2 separate regions of the Mus musculus genome follow, and region 1 is linked to region 2. The links are chromatin contacts, called in public promoter capture Hi-C maps. All regions are on one chromosome and are shown on one strand. The core of a region is the stretch at or near the end of the contact, and the rest is flanking DNA. Distances in the headings are between cores, read along the strand shown.

The links. Promoter capture Hi-C pulls out the DNA fragments that hold promoters and counts their contacts.
Region 1: a promoter capture Hi-C map of stem cell-derived epiblast-like cells shows a contact between it and region 2, with 4 times the contacts expected there. The contact joins the promoter of Ak7 here to the promoter of D430019H16Rik in region 2. A contact is called at or near these places in 3 of 39 promoter capture datasets (cranial neural crest, embryonic stem cells and stem cell-derived epiblast-like cells) and 1 of 9 other capture datasets (pancreatic islet).

The regions. Positions count from the first base shown.
Region 1 is chr12:105,703,820-105,708,149 of GRCm38.p6, forward strand. Ak7 (adenylate kinase 7) reads left to right here and starts at 2,163. Exons shown (of 18, transcript NM_030187.1): 1 at 2,163-2,447. The coding sequence starts at 2,346.
Region 2 is chr12:105,451,382-105,455,244 of GRCm38.p6, forward strand. D430019H16Rik (RIKEN cDNA D430019H16 gene) reads left to right here and starts at 2,475. Exons shown (of 2, transcript NM_001252508.1): 1 at 2,475-2,769. The coding sequence starts at 2,743.

The DNA of each region.
Region 1 (4,330 bases), core at 913-3,412, 250 kb after region 2:
GTCCTAGAACTCACTCTGTAGATCAGGCTGGTCTCAAACTGGGAGATCCCCCAACCTCTGCCTCTCGAGCGCTGGGATTAAAGGTGTACACCCCCAGTGGACCAGCTAAAAAGAATTTAACAATGCCATTTCTTCAGCTAATTTGTAGTTCTCTTAACATAGCCAGAATTTAATGGCGGGCACTTGAACTGGAGTGTGTGCTGTTAACTAGCTACACCCTCGACAGAGCTTCTGGAGCTCCGTGAGTTCCCTCAAAGATAACTCTGTATTCGTTGCAATGCAAGGGGAGAATCCAGGCCTGGAGTTGTAGCTCAGGAGAGCTCATACTTAGATGTGCAACATCCCTGCATTGACACCCAGCACACAGAAAAAAAGAGACAAGAAATGGATGTGAGCTGAAAAGTTTGTGCTAGTCTGTCTGCTCTGAGTGTGTCCATGAAGAGAGCAGAGGCTTTATCTCCCATAATGACATGCCCACCTTCCCTCCTGCTCTGCTGAGCCCAAGCGCTTCCCACATAGCAAGTCAGCTGCTGGCTCTGTGACTACCCTCAGTGCTTTCTATGCAGGATGCCCTGTGCTCCCTCCAGTGTTCAGGGGCAAAACCTGCTGCTTGGTTCATATTAGGAATAGAGGAGGAAACTAGTTTGGGAATGGGCCACATTGACTTCGGAACTCTCCCTCTAAGCTCCCCCTGCCACCACCCTGGTATATTAGGTATAGCATTGCTGAGGCTTGCACTGATGAAAAAACTTGAGTAGCCACTGGGGCAGAATGGTCTTCTAGGACTTTGCAGTACTTAATAAAAGGCACCACACACAGTTGGTAGTAACATGCATGCACAGGAAAGAACTAATGGAATGATACAGCAGTTGCTATAATATAATCAATATAATCAATATAACCAATAGGCACACAATGGCTCAGCAGTCAAGAGCACTGGCTGCTCTTGCAGAAGACCTGAGAGTGGTGCCTCATAGCTCTCTGTTATTCCAGTTCCAGGGATCCAACGTCTCTTTTGGTCTTGGATGCCACCAGGAAAACATGTGACACAGAGACATTCATGCAGGCAAACACACGTACACATAAAAATAAATATTTAATTTCTATATATGCATGCATATTTGCATAAAATACGTTCATGTATTTAGATTTAACAAGTTAGTGTTTAAAACTATTTCAGTGCAGTCGGACCCTTCCAACAAAACAAGCCGGTTGTTTCATAACACACCACAACTTTTGATGAAAACAAAATACACATTGTTTATTGCATTAATGTATTTGTGGAAGAGGGGTGTGTGTGCCAGGGCACATGTGTAGAGGACAGCTTGCTGGAGCCCGGTCTCTTTGGGACAGAGGGATGGAACTCACGTTGTAAGGCTTGATGGCACCTCCTTCACCCTCCGAGCAAGAGGTGGTTTATTTCAGCAACTGCACGAGTATTCTCATTTGTAAAGAAGACCCAGAGCTTAAACGGTCTGAGTGTAAACTTCATGATTGTGTGTGAATTCCTGGTCACAAAGTCCCTCCAGGCACCTCCACCAAATCCCCAGGCAGGGTGGTAAGGGGGGAGGGGGCATCTGAAAATGCTTAGGAAAGACAATCTGGGAAGAAAAATCTCAATTGAGAAGATGCCTCCATAAGAATGGCTTACAGGCATGTGTATGGGGCATTTTCTTCATTGATAGAAGACCCAGATCACCGTGAGCATCCTGCCCTTGATCCTGAGTTCTCTTAAGAAAGCAGACCGAGCAAGCCCGTAAGCCACGTTCCTCCAAGGTCTTTGCTTCCGTTCCTGCCTCCAGCCAGGTTCATGCCTTCTGCCCTGGCTTCCCTGGATGATGGGTCTACAACCTGTTAGTTTTGGTCTGGTACTCTCACAGCAATAGAAAGCAAACTAGTCAAACCCCTAAGCCAGTAGAACCCTGTGCACCAAGCAGCTACTGGGCAGTACAGGCTGTGGTGGTGGGCTCTCACGCTGTGGTCCTTGACCCCAAAACTCGTGACATCTGCTTTTCTTTACAGTAGAGAAATTGTTTACCCAAGCAGAGCGTCCTACAGGAGATGTGCCGAAGGCAGTTAGACAGTTCTCCAGGGAGATCAGCCCCGCCCTTTAGGACACGCCCCGGCCAGACCCGTGCCACGCCCCCAACGGACCCTCCCCCAGAGCTGCACCCTATCCAGAGCCCTCACCACAGGACACGCCCCGCCCAAAAGCAAGCCACACCCCTCCGAGAGTCCGAGCCTCGCCTCAGGGAGCCTGACCCTTTCAGCCTTCCAAAGCCCAGCCTCTCCTCCTTAGCAACCGACAGGACTCTTTCACCTTAGCAACTACTACAGCTTCCACCATGGCTGAAGAGGAAGTTCCTGCGACCACCGAAAAAGTTCTGAAGATACAGAGGGTATTCATAAACCATCTGGACACCTATAGCAGCGGAAACATAGGAAAGGTGAGCGGTGACCCGAGCCAAACTGGCCCTCAACCCTCAGTGTGTGTCCCTGATCTATCTCCACAGCAAAGGCCTGCATCACTGGCTGTTAGGAGCCTCCCCGGGGGAAGAAGATTCCAATCCTAGCACATCAGTGCCTCCAGGACCTGTCCCTAAGCAGGCTTGACCCATGTTCCTTCCTAATAACGCAGGTGTTTTGGCTATGGTGAAAATGAGGCTCAAGAGAGGAAAGGGCTTGCACAAATCATAGGTATTATGGGCGGGACCTGGAGCACACAACGCGTAAGTCCCGCCATTATGTCATCCAGGAAACATCCATCTAGCGTTTTTAAGCATCTGTTTTGTGCTAGGCACAATTTCTGACCAGGTCCCATTAAGCTTCCTTACTTCCAGGAAAGTTATGGAGATGACTTAGCAGGAGACCTTACTTGAGACACAAGTGTGAGGACCTGAGGTCTGACCCCCATCATCTATGGAGAAAGTGAGCAAGTAGTATTCTACCTCTAGCGTAAACACACACACACACACTCACACACACACACACACACACACACACACACACATGATCCCAAGAGAGAACCTAGGAGCTGTCATTCTAAATTGTTCATCCAAAGACAGTCATGTTTTAGGGGCTGGAGACCCAGGTTCAATTCCCAGCACTCATATGGCAGTCCAGATTGTCTGTAACTCCAGTCCAAGATGATCTGATGCCTCTTTTTTGGCTTCTGGCGGCACACTGCATGCACATGGCACACACACACACACACACACGCCCTCACAAACACACACACATGCACATAAAATAAAAATAAATCTTAGCACACACCTGCAGAGGCCCTGCCATTGAGGACTCTGGATCCGTTGGGTTGAGGAATCTGCCAGCTTGTGGGAAGTCAAAGGTAATGAGGTACCCTCACCCTCGCTGCACTGCTAATTAAGTAGCAGAGGGGATTAGAACTCAGGCTTCCTGCCTCCCAAGATGGTTAAAAATGAGTGTGGAAACAAACCCCCTAGTGACTCATTAAAGCAAATCACCAGATGACCAGTTGTGGCATAATTAAATTCTGGCGTGGATTATCAAGGGGTGGTGGCCTGCTGGACGGCTCTACAACTGTAGCACTGGGATAGGCAGAAAGGGGTGGGAATGGAAGCTCATGTTCTCCACTGGACAGAAAGCTTTCATCCGAGCAAGCAACGCTCTGAGTGTAAGGATACAGAAGAGAACGGTGTGAAGATACCAGAGGCAGCTCTCTTCACAGCTGGGCGTGCATTTTATGAAGAGTTGGTTTTTCCTCTTTCTTTCTTTTTTCTTTTTTCTTTTTGTTTTTGTTTTTGTTTTTGTTTTTGTTTTTTTGGGTTTTTTGTTTTGTTTTGTTTGGGGGGGTTGTTTTTTGTTTTTTTGTTTTTTGTTTGTTTGTTTGGGTTTTTTTTTTTTTTTTCGAGGCAGGGTTTATCTGTATAGCTCTGGCTGTCCTGGAAGTCACTTTTGTAGACCAGGCTGGACTTGAACTCAGAAATCCAGCTCTGCCTCCCAAGTGCTGGGATTAAAGGTGTGCACCACCACGCCCGACTTCTTTCTTTTCTTTTTCCAGTTGTTTTGTTCTCTTATGATCTTGGTTGTTCTGGTTCCATAATGGTGATTGGGTTGTTGGTTTGTTTTTTTTTTTTTTAATTGACACTGGACTGAGATAGAGGTTTTTGCATTACAGATTGAGTCTTTAAAGATAAGTAACTAAATCTTAGCACTGTTTTATGCTTCAGTAAGAGCGGCTACTGGCCCCTTGTGTCCTCTGAGCGCGGCTGTATGGTTGGTCCCAAAGGGGAAGCGCTGTAAGCAAAAGTAAATGACGTCAAATCCTAGAGAGCAGCATTGGATAAGAAAG
Region 2 (3,863 bases), core at 1,225-3,724:
CACCTTTTTCTTCTTTTCCGTATGATGAGCCAATGCTTACCACTGACAGGTGACAAAGCACAGGAAGTGAACTCCATGCTGACTGGCTCCCCTCATCTTCTTTCAAAGGTGAAAAGCCACAGCCCAGGGACAGGGAGGGCAGATGAGCCTTGTCCAAGGACACAGGACTAGGGTGAGGTACAGGCCACAGGGTGCTCAGGGGGCTTGCAAAACAGAACTAAAACAACTGGGTTGCCTCCACCGGGTCCCTCTCTTCCTCCAGAGCACAGTTGGGAGAACTGTCTGGGTTTCCAGTGGGCAAGGCCAGGTCTGAAGGGTGAGAAGCTATGTGTATTAGTTAGGGTTTTACTGCTGTGAACAGACACCATGACCAAGGCAAGTCTTATAAAAAACAACATTTAATTGGGGCTGGCTTACAGGTTCAGAGGTTCAGTCCATTATCATCAAGGTGGGAGCATGGCAGTATCCAGGCAGGCATGGCACAGGAGGAGCTGAGAGTTCTACGTCTTCATCCAAAGGCTGCTAGTGGAAGACTGACTGACAGGCAACTAGAGTGAGGATCTTATACCCACACCCACAGTGACACACCCATTCCAACCAGGTCACACCTATTCCAACAAGGCCACACCTTCAGATGGTGCCACTCCCTGGTCCAAGGATATACAAACCATCACACTAGGCAAGGCCCTAATCTACTGGACATACTGTAGAAGTGACATTGCTCCAGGACCACAGCCTTAGGAATGGGTGACAGACGTGTTCATGAAAATAACTCAGACATAAATGTATATAGCAGATGTTTTCATAAACACCAAAGAACAGAAACATCACAGACATCCTTTGACAGATATGTAGTTAAGCTAACCGTGGTACGTCAATAATATAAAATACTACTCAGCAATAAAAAAGGAGCAAATTGTTCTCTATAACAACCTGGATGAACCTCCAGGTAGCTGGGTTGATTGACACTAACTAGAGGGTTATTAGTCATGGTTCCATTTATAGAGTTTTCTTGAAGTGACAGAAGTACAGAGATGGGAACAGACCAGTCGGGGACCATGAACACTTAGATTCCAGGCGGCTGGGGCAGCGGGGCAAGCAATAAAGCTTTGAAGAGATGGCCCTCAGGGCTTAAAGACCATTGCTTAGTCTGTGTAATTGTGAGCCTGAGCCTTTCATGGCTGGGCCATTTCTCCAGCTCCATTTATTCTTTCTGTGTGACTGCATGGAGGAGGCATTGTTGTTTAAGTTGTACACCACACATGCACACACACATACACACAATGCACACATACATACATATGCACTCACACATATGCACACATAAACACATAGACAAACACACACACACCTACAAACCTCTGCAAGAATGGCTTCATGGTGAAAGTGCAGTGGATGTGAAGGTTCTGGGTGGGCTGAGGAACTGCCAGGCCATAGAGCAGTCGTTCTCAACCTTGGCATCACGACCCCTTTGGGGTCAAATGACCCTTTCACAAGAATCGCATATCAGATATCCTGCATATCAGATATTTACATTACGAACCATAACAATAGCAAAATTACAGTCGTGAAGTAGCAACGAAAATAATTTTATGTTCAGGGATCACCACAGCATGAGGAACTGTATTGAAGGGTTGCAACATTATGTCGGTTAAGACCCGCTGCTGTAGCCCGGTGGGAACCAGTGGGGTTCCGGGGGGCACTGAGACTGAAGGCCAGTGCTTGGCCTGGAAGGGTGCAGAAGTGATAGATGCCAGAGTGAGGGAGCGAGGAAGAGTTGAGCCTGGAAGAGTTAGAGACCCAGGAAGCAAGAAAGGAAACAAACCGGAAGCACGGGGCAGGAGGTGGGAAGGAGAAAAGGAAGGGGGAGGGGGGAAAGAGACTGGAGGGATGGACACACACACTCCCAGAGAGCAACAGGCCCCTCTGGGTACCTCTGTGGCTCCCTTCACTGCATCGATAACCGTGACTTGGGCTACTTTTCTGGTAACTGAACCACAGGCACTGTTTGCAGGTTATGTATGCGATTCACTCCATGGTCTCCACTAAGGGCCTTCCTACAGCTCATCCTGTGGAGACATAATCCCTAGGTTCCGTTACTCCCATTCTACAAACGAGGATACTCAGATTCAAACGAGCACTAATTCACCCAAACCGCACAATACAAAAATGCTAGACTTTCCGCTTTGTTCTGCTCAGTTCAAGAGCCAAGCCTTCAGAAGTGTAGGAGCAGGGTTGCCACCGAAAGCCAGACACATCTACTCAAACAACTCCCGGAAAGCACTTTTGGGGCTGGAGTCAAGTGCCCTGGGAAGGGCACCCATCGCCCCAGCTGGCTCGCCTCAGACCTCACTTTCCCCATTTGGCCAGGGTAGAGAGAGGACTGCTAGAAATCAAGGGTCTGGCTTGGCCCGCCCTCGGGGGTGTGGTTGGGAGTGGTCACGTGGAGGGGCGCCGCGCCCGGGGTCTCCCGCCCACTTGGAGGCGTCTGGAGCCGAAGCCTGGAGCCAGCCAGGGCGCTGAGAGGGCTGGAGACTCGCCACCACGCCAGGGCTGCTGAGGTCACGGTCGCCGGGGCCCGAGGGCACCTGCTCGCGGTTCCGCCCGCTCTCTGATAATTGTGCGGGAGGCTGGACTCGCAGCGGCGACGGCGACGACAGCAGCAGCAACAGCGAGGACTGGAGCAGGGGCAGCAGCAGCAGCAGCAGCAGCAGCAGCAGCAGCCACACCAGCCGTGACACCATGGATCTGTCTTTTATGGCCGCTCAGGTAACCTGGAATCTTCCCCCCACGCGTCCTAGGGTCTCCAAGTTTGCAGGACCCCAGCCTCGCTGTCCTCCCGGGTGCATCTCTTGCATCCGTGGCCAGGTCCTTTGTCCCGAGCCGGGGAGCCCCACCTGGTGTACGTACTCGGGAGCTTGACTGTCCTGGATGGAGTGGCCCATACCCCTTGCACATCGAGGGGTGCAGTAGGGCTGTCTCCACTGAGCACCCCTACTTCTGAGAAAGACAGTTCCGAGGAGCCTGGGCAGTTGAAGTGGCCCCTCCCTGCCCAACCCCCACCCGCTGTTTGCTCTGGAGCCCCTGGACTGGCAGAGGGGAAGCTGCTCTCCCCATTCTGGTTTTGCTCGGCGCTGGTACTTGTTGGTGTCCTCTGGGAACCCCCCACCCCCTTTCTTCTCCACTGTGGGTGGGACTTTAGTCTCTAGCGCTCAGGAAGGCAGTGTGACAGGGCTTTGTGATAGAGATGCATGGTTTAAAAGCATTTTTGCTTTGTGCTGGGTTTGAGCAGGGAACCACCATCCGTCCCCACACAAAACAGGTTCCTCGTGGCAGGCGGACAAATGACCTCTTGGCGCTCTGCCTGGTCTCCGCTGCAGGAGAATCCCCTGAGTTGTGATCCTTGGTGTTCTCTTGAGCCAGAACAAAGACACACACCCTTTTCTGGGATTGTGTGTGGCCCCTGGGAAGACCCAGAGTCGACCATGGGTAAAGGCTACATTTGGCCGGACACAAGTCCCAAACCATGATATTTCACCTTCTGAGGTTGTGCTGGGAGCAGAGTGATAGGGGCGACATCCTGTCTCCTGGGTGCTTGTCAAGGACCTGCCCCCCCCCCCCCAACACTGCTGCTTGTTTTCCGGAGTGATGTTCGAAGGCACACTTTCGCCAGACTTTTGCCGGTGTGTTGGAAGTCTGTTTAAGATGTAACTTCAAAAGCCAGACTGGATATGGAGGGTTGTTCCCAAACGGGAACATCAAAGGAGCCAAAGTCCCCAAGTTGGCTCTGGGGAGTCAGGACCCCAGGCTTTGGGCTAGCTCTGAAGCAAGCAAGCTGTGAGCTCTAACAGCTCCTGTAACAT